3 separate regions of the Mus musculus genome follow, and all the other regions are linked to region 1. Evidence: chromatin contacts called from public Hi-C and promoter capture Hi-C data. All regions are on one chromosome and are shown on one strand. Each heading gives the region's core, a stretch centred on a gene start, on an enhancer-like site or on the middle of the called end of the contact. The rest is flanking DNA. Distances are from core to core; before and after follow the strand shown.

Evidence for each region. A called contact is a pair of places that touch in the nucleus more often than the background predicts. Capture Hi-C pulls out chosen DNA fragments and counts their contacts.
Region 2: a contact with region 1 is called in a promoter capture Hi-C map of adipose tissue. The contact joins two enhancer-like sites. A contact is called at or near these places in 4 of 39 promoter capture datasets (the C10 cell line, cranial neural crest, hematopoietic stem and progenitor cells and 1 more), 1 of 484 Hi-C or Micro-C datasets (embryonic stem cells), 3 of 115 datasets of contacts at active chromatin or transcription factors (embryonic stem cells and heart atrium) and 3 of 9 other capture datasets (adipose tissue, liver and pancreatic islet).
Region 3: a Hi-C map of embryonic fibroblasts shows a contact between it and region 1, with 2.8 times the contacts expected there. The contact joins two enhancer-like sites. A contact is called at or near these places in 1 of 39 promoter capture datasets (hippocampal neurons), 2 of 15 datasets of contacts at CTCF or cohesin (large pre-B cells and pro-B cells), 9 of 484 Hi-C or Micro-C datasets (the HPC-7 cell line, the N1E-115 cell line, adipose-derived mesenchymal stem cells and 5 more) and 2 of 115 datasets of contacts at active chromatin or transcription factors (double positive thymocytes and large pre-B cells).

What each region holds. Positions count from the first base shown.
Region 1 is chr13:63,149,934-63,153,144 of GRCm38.p6, reverse strand. The region is part of intron 5 of Aopep (aminopeptidase O); the gene reads right to left. Among named protein-coding and RNA genes, the nearest start is that of Gm30409, 19 kb to the right of the region's middle. Within about 2 kb of position 1,879, at least 37 of the 459 cell types and tissues checked have an H3K27ac peak or open chromatin away from gene starts, as enhancers often do. A contact at or near this core is called in adipose tissue, where this site is marked.
Region 2 is chr13:63,303,328-63,306,707 of GRCm38.p6, reverse strand. It overlaps a transcript of Aopep not described here and a transcript of Fancc not described here. Among named protein-coding and RNA genes, the nearest start is that of Mir3074-1, 3.7 kb to the right of the region's middle. Within about 2 kb of position 1,502, at least 90 of the 459 cell types and tissues checked have an H3K27ac peak or open chromatin away from gene starts, as enhancers often do. A contact at or near this core is called in adipose tissue, where this site is marked.
Region 3 is chr13:62,924,881-62,928,295 of GRCm38.p6, reverse strand. No RefSeq gene overlaps it. Among named protein-coding and RNA genes, the nearest start is that of Gm40981, 8.8 kb to the right of the region's middle. Within about 2 kb of position 1,620, at least 19 of the 459 cell types and tissues checked have an H3K27ac peak or open chromatin away from gene starts, as enhancers often do.

The DNA of each region.
Region 1 (3,211 bases), core at 630-3,129:
TGGAGGTGAGGGAGATGGGATGAGGAGTGGTCAAGTACACTTTTGCAGAGGTGTCATGGAGACATATTTACCAAGCTTGAATTTCTTGTGAACTTAATATTTTTCTAAATTTCAACAACAAATGGCGTCCACCATCAATATGCTTAGAGAAAGAGAGAACTTGGAAGGAGAAAGGAGCCCTCCTTTCGCTAGTATCCACCTGGATGATTCCAAAGACCTTAGAGTCAATCACATAAAAGCAACCTTCTCTGGTGTGGTTTAATAGCTGACATGGTTTGGACAACTGCAGTAAATGGGCATAGGGGGCTGGGTTGGAGTAATCTCAAGAGGAAGTCCTGTGTCCCGTCCCCCCCCCCCCCAATTCGCACCTGCTTCCTTCTTCCTCCATAAGTTGCCTGCCCAGCAATGCCCATAAGTGCACTTACCATCAGTTCCTGTCCCTGGAGTCAGACCCTTCAGTCCCTCTTTGTTGACTGTGGTCTAATGTAAGGAATGTATCTGTCACCTCAAAGGCCACAAAGGATGGCCTAGAAATGCTGGCCATTCTTACCCCCTCTACCTCTGTGACTACTCAACAGGGAACGGCCACTTTCCATCTTCCTCATCTGTGATGCACTGTAGCAGATGAGTCTTAAAAGTGTGTGGGGGAGATGATCAGGTTTTTTTTTTCCTTTTCTTTTTTTAATATTTATTTATTGATTGATATACATCCCAAATGCTGCCCCCTCCAAACCCCTCTCTCAGAATCCTTCCCCCATATCCCATCCCCTTCTTCTCTGAGAGAGTGGGGTCCCCTGAGCTCCCCCTCCCAACATCAAGTCTCTGCTAGATTAGGCAGATTTTGTCTCATTGAGGCCAGACAAGGCAGCCCTGTTGGGGAAGGGATACCACAGTAAGGCTACAGCTTTAGGGAGAGCCCCTGCTCCAGTTGTTGGGGGGATCACATGGAGACTGAACTGCACACCTCCTACATATGTGTCATGTGTCCAGGGTCTCCTTCTAGCCTGTGAAACTACCCTTAACATAGTTCTCAACAGCTTGAGAGAAAATTGTTACATCCAACGAGTGTTTCAGGAAACATAGGTTTAGCAGAAAAGGCTATTGTTATTGCTAGTTGCTGCCCCACCCTCCTCTCTGTGTGTGTGTGTGTGTGTGTGTGTGTGTGTGTGTGATGGTACAAGTGTGAAGGTCAGAAGACAATGTATCAGCTTACAGAGTCAGGTCCTCTCCTTCCAGCAAGTGACTTTACCTGCTGTAACTCACCAGCCCAGTACATTTAATTATTCATTTATCTGGATGCATATTGGCTCAAATGGCCACTATGACAATGGCAGAGGAACTGAGGACTGCCCCCGAGCTCCAAGCTTTACCGTTTATCAATACAGTGTGCATGTGTGGAAGTCAGAGAGAAACGCTGGGTGTTCCTTAGGAGCTGTCCACCTCATACTTGGAGACAGTCTCTTTCATTACCTGAGACTCACTAACTGGTTCTCTAGGCTCCAGGGATCCTCCTGCCTCTGCCCCCTGAGCACTGGGGTTACTCACATGGCTCTCCTGCTGCGTTTTCATGTGGTGATCAAACCAAGCGCTACTTGAGCAGCAGTTTCCTCAGCCCAGCATGGCTTCCTGCTCCCCTTTCCTAAGGACACACCCTGCTGGCACACTAAGGACACACCTCACACTGAGCTCCTCCTACACTCGCTCTACCCTAACCGTAGAAAAGGTGGTTATTGCCTCAATTTACAGATGTTGAAGGTAAAGTGCACAGAGTTCTGCTCTCCAGGTTGGCAAGCAAGGTCACTAGCTCTCAGTGAGCAGGCGATGCAGCCCAACCCAGTACTGACTGAAGCTCATTCTGGTCTACTCTGCCAGACTCCCTGGGCTTAGCTGTAGCTGCTAGGCTCCTGGCTTTTCTGTGCAGCTCAAGCCCCTGGTATGATGACCTCAGGTTTCTCAGTGTTTTATCAGCAGAGTCATGGAAATAAAAACACCATCCGTGCCTTAGGATCTTTGTCCCCTGTGACTACATCACAGCCAGAACTGGCCCGATAAAACAGGCCTTTGGATCAGCAATGCTTTAGTGTCTTCCCGGGAAGAAGGGAAGAAGAGAGGGAGAGATACTACTCTACAACTATGCCCTGTGTTCTCCTTAGAGAAACAGGTGAGGCCAGCTTCTGGTACATGGCTCCAAAGGCCCTGGAAGGGCCACACACCTATTTTAACTACAGATGGATATTTGTGGGGGTGGGGCAGAGTGGAACAATCATAAACTAAATGTGCTAAAGAAGTCAAGATAGCAAAATGAGGGTAAATGGAGGACCAGGGATAAGGAAATGAAGGAGGGAGGAAGTAGATAACACAAAATTAAACAGAAAAACAAAACCGAAAACCAAGGATATGGAGGAGGAGAAAGGGGAGGAGATGGTAGGCAGGCAACAAGAACCGAGAGCAGGGGCAAGTCTCCTAAGCTGCAAGAAGCAGCAGGAGACTTTAGAAGTAGCAGAGGCAAACTGGGAAGCAGACATTGGAGGGAAGAACACACTGTATGTTAAACAGAGTAAGCCAGTCAGGCATGGTGGCTGGGGTGGTAGCAGTCAGTTTATCCCAGTTAGCTTCTCCTTGCTGTGATAACACACTGGTCAAAACTGACTTGCTAAGAAGGGGTTTTATTTCATTTATCTCATACTTCTATGTCAGGAGGCAGGAACCTGAACGTGGGAACTGAAGCAGAGACTATAGAAAAAATGTTGCTTACAGGCTTGCTTGACTGATCTTTCAAGCAGCCCAGGTTGAGTCCTCCTCTACAATTAGTGGTCGAGAAAATGCCCCACAAACCAGCCTGCAGGCCACTCTGATGAAGGCAGTTCTTCAGATGAGAGTCCCTTCTCCCAGGTGGATCTAAGCTTGTGTGAAGTTGGCAAAACTAAGTAGCACACAACTTGACTGGTTTTGTTCTCTACAGAATCCTGACTAACATAGTGCTACACACCTTGAATACCAGCACTTAAGATGCGGTAGCAGAAGGATCATCTCAAGGTTCAAGGTTATACTGGGCTATACTGAAACTGTCAAAAAAGACAACAACAACAACAAATTCAAATTAAACCTATCTAAACAAACAAACAACAACAACAACAACAAAAACAAAAACAAAAACATTAGGCCAAGGTTATCGGCTCTCCAAGCTCATAGTCCCAGGTTTGACACTTAA
Region 2 (3,380 bases), core at 253-2,752, 150 kb before region 1:
TACCATTAAACCATTATTGCACTTTATAACTCAACATAAACCTCACAGCTATCTCCATTCTTCATAGGCCACAGAGCCTCCAGCACCTTCAACACTGCAGTGTGAAGGTGAGGAGTGAGGTAAGGCTGTGTTAGGCTCAGGCGGCTCGGCTCCCCGCAGCTTTTCAAGCCTCAAGTTCCACCTGGTTTAGAAGGCCACACTTCTCCTATAGGTTAATCCATCGGACAGTGGGCAGCAAGGGAGGACCTGCTGGAGTAGACAAGAACTTCCTAGAACTTGGGACTCTTGAGTGCTACAGCTGGGTACCAGGCTCTAAAGGTGTGTGTGTGTGTGTGTAAGAAATTATAGGCAAAATGACAAAGGTGGCTTAAGAAATGAGAAGCCGCAGGGCACACACCTACTCTGTATCCAGACATTCTGTATCCAGACATAGCCACAATAAGCTATGTAGCCAGGACAGAACACAGTCTGGTGGATCGCTTTCCTGGAATGCCATGGAATGGACAGCCGGTTAGGGCCTGCCCCGTCCATGTTCCTGGTCCACCCTGCCAGTGCCTAGGTAAGGTCATTATACAGACAAGAGACAGTGGTGGACCCAGGACAGATGGGAGAGGTCCCATACTCATTCCTGTTCTGTCCTCGGGGACTCATAAGCCAGCCCAAGCCTGTTTCACTGAATTGGCCAGATTTGATTTTACAAGCCAGCTGAAGAGAAAGGGCATTGTATCTCCAACCCAAGCTTGCACACACGTCCTGTCATGCCAGGTTTCTGGGGCCATCGCCAGCTGCTGAGGCCACATTCTGGTGACTGTACCTCTTGTTTCCTATGCTTCTCCGAGAACACGGACATGGACACTCCCAGCGGGATCAACCACCAAGGCAGGGCTTCTTTCTGGCCAGTCTTCCCACTGGGGCTACACATGCCAACACCAAGAGCCGGTCTCCTCAGCAGCCCACCCCATCCTGGGAAACTTCCTCCGCTTGCCCCAGTCTCCTCCCTGTCTCACACTGTCTGGTCATTGGTCTGAAGAGAACTGCCTTATTGGTTCATCAATCTCTCCGACAGCATCAATGGGTGGGAAGGGGGCCATAAAACCGTCCCCTGAATAGCCGGATGGCTGCTCCTCCCTCCCACCTCGTAAACCCCACAGACCAGCCAAGGGGCCCCCGAATTCACTGTGGCTAGGGTGAGTTCACCCCCCTCACTGAGACTACTCCCTGAAACCTTTCTTGGGAGGTCCAGGCACTCCCCACCCACGCCAGCCCTGGGAGTCTCAGAGATGTGATGAGGCTAGGCCACTCCCTAGGGAGAGAGTGTTCCAAGGGGCTGAATAACCACTGAGCTTTTGGAAACAATGTTAAGCCGCAGCAAGGTGTCTACATACTGTGGGAATGGGTATGGCAGCCCAGCCACTCAGGGAGCAGGCCAGCTAAGGCCACAGGCCCAGCACCCAGGACTACTTGGCAGGTGTAGCTGGGGCGGGGTGTTCTCCTTTCCCTTACCAGGCCAGTGCTGTTCCTGTACTGGCTGGCTCCGTCTCTGTATAAGCCTGGTGGGGACCAGCAGGACTGAAGCAAGCAGCTCTGCATGTGAACCCTTCAGATCCCATCCTCTAAGTACTGCTTTCTGTTGCTTCCTGGGCCATAGCTGCTTTGGAGAGTTGGGGCAAAGGTGATGCTGTGGATAACAGAGATCCCTGTGTGTGTGGCATCCCCTGCTAGCTGGCCGCTCACTGGGCTTGTGTAGCCATGTCCTGCTAAGCCACGGTCAGGAGAAAAACCTGGTAGGAACTTGGCACTGGCCTGGAGTGGACCCTGAAAAACCCTCTGCGTTTGGTAAGGACTGCTTACTTTGGGATATCTGCCATTTCTGGTTTCTACCCTGGGGACATTCTATGACATTTCTGCTCACCACAAGCAAGAATACCTTGCTATAGTATCAATTATTTCATTCTTTTGATGTGAAATTCGTTTGAATAAATAAATACATAAATGCTTTAAAATCCTCCAGTACTATTGGAATAGCTGAGTCAGAGCGCCCAGAGTCCTTTCTGGGACTTTCTCAACCCCACCCTTCCCTTCTTCCTGCCTGGGTCCAGCCAGAATTCCCAGTACCTCTCCCTTGGCTTCTGTCCAAAGGCTCACAAACAAGGTGGTGAGCTCCCAGCCAGCCAACCTCTGCCCCTTCCTGGGGTTCAACTCTCTTCTACAAATCCGAGTGTGGATGGCTCCCTTCCTAGGCCAGGTTCAGGATCTATGTAGAGGGACAAAACAGTGGGTTCAGGATCTATGCAGAAGGATAGCCCACAGTGGGGGCACTGATGTTTCCTCCTGTGCAGGGAACCATGGCCCAGGGGTCAACATCAGATGATCTAGATGCACCCCCTTCCTGTAGCCCTGGCCTCACTCCGGTTGAGGCCTGCTCTAATCCTTGTCGGAAGCATCCCAGATAACACGGAGGGGTGTGTCTCCTCTGGAGAAGAGATGGAGTAACTCTAGGCTGTCTTGGTTGGAAGGAGGCCATTTCTGGTGGGATCAGTGAGAACAGGCTGGCCCAGCCCTGGCCTGTTGTTCTCAAGTGATGGACATCTGCTTAGCAATGACGATGACAGTATTCAGTGGCAGGGTTAAGAGGCTGGTGTTTCTGCTATCCCACTCACCTCTTGGCAGTTATCTCACACGGATCCTCCTGTCCCGGCCCCTCTACCTACTGGAGGCATGGGCCTGGTGGTAGAGCACTTTGCTCCCATTGGGTTTCTCTCACCCTTCAGCTTCCTCCAGGAATGAAGTGAGGCTAGAAAACGGCATGGAAATAGTGCTGGCAACAAGTGTGCCTGACCACCAAGGACAGTCTCAGTCTCTCCAGGGACAGAGGAGCAGACTCAGGTTCAGGCTTCCAGGCTTTCAACACAGGCTCAGTCTCACATCTGAGTGGTGGGAGGGAGAGTTCCTTAGAGGGGTTCCAAGCCCCTGCCTAAGGCTTGGACACCAAAGCTCTGAAGACCAAGCACTACAGAGTGGTCTACAGCAAACACTGACCCAGGGATCCAGCTTCTTGCTCTGCCCACTTGTGGTTTGGAGCAGGAGCCTGGGTGATGATCCACATCCTTCCTCCGCCAACAGTTCACTCATCACCTGAACCATATGCTATAGAGCAAACTCCTCCCTGGGTGAGACAGCTCAGAGGAGGAGGTCAAGCCTCCCTAGACATCCATTCTTCCGCCCTCAGACCCTGCTTCGCATCCTATTTGACAAGTTAACGTTTGCAATGTTCTGTGTCCTGTGAAGTCAGGTGGCTCACGGAAGAATGGAGACTGCACTTTCTTGACTCCAGAGGTCTCAGCCAGATGAGGGAAGCCTGCTTCCACAGCCTCATGGGC
Region 3 (3,415 bases), core at 371-2,870, 220 kb after region 1:
GCTTCTAGAATTCTGAGCTAAATAAACCTTATTCTTCATAAGTCATCTGATCTTAGGTATCTTGTAGTATTGACCAAGGCATTCAGCGAGCAAGAAATGAGCCCACTCTACAAGTACATATTATATCAGGAATAGCTGAATACTACAGAGAAATGAATATTGGCAAGGGGTTGAAATCCCAGGGATATCCCAGACACAACCATGTCCTGTAGTTTTCTGAGTCAGGGGCCTGGCCTTTACTGAGCTTTTCTTTAGGCTTTAAAGGTATCCTATAGACTATGTTGATATCATTATTCATTTCCACTAGGGAAGATCATTGGGGGAAACTGGCATCATAGTCAGAAAATGCTGGGGCTGGAGAGATAGCTTTGCTGCTCTCACAGAGGACCCAAGTTCAGTCCCCAACACCCACATGAGGTGCACAACTGCCAGTAACTCCATGTCCAAGGAATCAAATCTCTGGCCTTCCAGGCATTCCCATTCACACACACATACCCACACAGAGACACATTCATACACACAATTAAAAAGAAACTACTGTCTCTGCTGGAAATGACATGATTAGTATGATGACATCATCTATGACAACACCCAGGAGAGGAAGACTAGGACAGCATTTCCCAACAACAACACTCCTAAATTTTGTGTCCCAAGTACCAACTTGTCCTGACATAGCTCCATTAAGCAACTCTCTGAGGTCCTTATCGATCACAGTGACAGTAGCACTGGGAGTAGGTTTCAACTGCAGATTTTCTGCCCCACCCTTGACTTACTGAACCAGAAACCCCAGGGCAGACCTTACCAAGCCACATTTTAACAGGCACAGTGGGTAACTATAATCCAATGGTGCTTAAGAGTCACTCACACCTAGACTACACTTATGGAAACAGTATTTCTGAAGTACAACTTCTACTTTGTAGTTTTTTAAGTCACTTTCTCTCCTGAGCTGTGCTACATACAACATTGCGAATCAAGGTGACATGCTATACATACAAAACAAAGCAAACAACAAAGCTAAAACAAATGAAGATTCTTGCGGTTAGAGAGTTAAGGGAACCTGAGGCTCATGGAGCCAGTGAGCACTGAAGAAATAGATTGTGGTGCATAGTGAGTGTATCTGTGACCTTAGCATTCTGAAGACAGAGGCCAAGAGGATCATGAACTTGAAGGGATTAAAAAGAGCCCATGTGCCATTTCTTCCATCCTTCTGTGATCTCTCTATTTTGGTCCTCACTATTGTTCATAAATCTAAATAATACTGACACTAAGAGGTTTCTGCCTGGAACTCTTAGACCAACAGAAGACAGGATAGCGAGGTGATATTGACATGTTGAAATCGCTAACAAACATCTCCAAGGTCTGAGCCATAGCTTTCTTTAAATGAAGGTTAGCATTTTAATTCAAGGCTTTCCTCTTTAACAAGAATAAAAGACCACACAAGGTTGGAAAACAATCACCTCACATGCTCGCTCTCTCTCTCTCTCTCTCTCTCTCTCTCTCTCTCTCTCTCTCTCTCATGATCTGGCTGCTGTTTCCAGTGCTGTGTAGAAAGGCCCAGGTTTGCTGGTTGTACCAGAGGAGTCACTGGCTTGTAATTCAGGGGTTTTGTGTGGATTGGTGGTTTCATGACCCATACTGCCACCTCCTGGGGATTTCTCCATGGCCAGCTGTGTCATTAGCCTCAGGGTTCCAAACCAAAGAGCATAGGTTATGGTCTCCACCTGCTCTGTTTTCAAGGAGCTAAAATCAGGATGATGGTGACCATTTAAAGAGTCATATGCAGAAAATTAAAAACATTCTTACTGCACACCAACCAAGAGAGAAAACGCATAAGGGATTACTATTTTCTTGTTTTAAGATAGAATCTCAAGAAGTGCGAAGCTGACCTTGAACTCACTATGTAGCTGAGAATGACATTGAACATCTAGTCAGCTGTCTCCATTTCTCCAATACTAGCATTGCATGCACCATCGTGCTATGTTTGTGAGGTTTTGGAAATCAAACCCAGGGCTTTGGGTATATTAGGCAAGTCTTTTACCAGCTGAGCCATGTTTCCAGCCTCTCTTTTGAAACAGAATTTAATAGGATGGATGTCAAAAATAATGGGAGAAAACGTAAACATTCATAGTTTATAGTGACTGGTCCTGGAACACAGGGCTGTGAGCATTTGGTAAGTTCCATTTGTTTTCCAAAATTCCTAGAATAACCTGGTTTTAGGACACATTCCTTGGGATCATGGAGTGGGTAGCTTAGAGTGACAGAAATTCACTGATGGTTCTGGAGTCTGAAATCAAATTGTCCAAAAAGTCATGTTCTCTGAAGACTAAGGAGAATCTGTTTTTTGTCTAGTCTATGGGTGACCAACAATCTTAGTCGCTGTAATTGTTGCATTTCCCTCCATCAGGTGGTGTCTCTGTGTATCAGTGGCTCCTCCAAAGACACTGTCTCTTGAGCTAGGGGCTATCTCACTGCAGAATGCAGTGGCACATTTATGAAGATTGTTTCCAAATGACATCTCAATCTGAGGCTCTGGGTAGGATGTGGCTTTGGCGGACCCCTGTAAACTACACATGCTTTCGGTTCAAATCCTGTTTAAGCTACTAAATGCTTTAACCTTGAGCTAGTAATTGGTTGTTTGTGGATGGAATGTGTGTTGTCTTCTGCAGTGAAGAGTGAGATACCAACTGCATAGGCTTTGGGTGAGGATAAGTGTGAGCTCTTGGTGTGTACCTGTCAGAGAGGTGAGTGCTCAGATCTAGGCACATAGTGTGTCCGATCTAGTTACCTAGTGTGTCCGATCTAGGTGCCTAGTGTGTTCGCCTTCAGCCTCATAGAAAAATCCTTAAATTTAAAGAAAGGAGGACATAGGTCAAAGAGAATGTTGGGGTGTGCAATTTCTACCTGACTGTCTTTTGCTTTTTGGCTTCTATCAAGCACCTAGTTAAAACATTTTTTTTTTTTTTTACTTAGTTCTGAGACACATGGTCATCGTTAACTGGTTGTTTTCAACCGAGAGAAAACACTTGGGCCTATTTCAGTCTTGAGAGAGCCTCAGAAGATACACAGTATTTTAAAAGGTAAAGTAAGACTGCCTATCACTACCCTTCTGTCTCTCCCTGCTCTGTATAAGTCTGACTCCTATACGTCATTTGAAAATGACCCAATATATATATAGCCAAGGTCTTCCATGTTGAATGAAGGAGCTGTGAGGTTTACTTAGAGGCAGTAATAACCTCACCAAGCCCATTTAAGGTCTCATTAAGTTCAAAACCTGGGGCTTTAGAGGTATTGAAAGGGTAGGTAAGGACTTAGGGAAATGAGGCATATTCTCAAAGAAGCAGTTCAAAGCTTTCACATGTGGGCTGCTTGCTGTGCAAGCATGAAGACATAAGTTACCATCCTAGCAACCATGTTA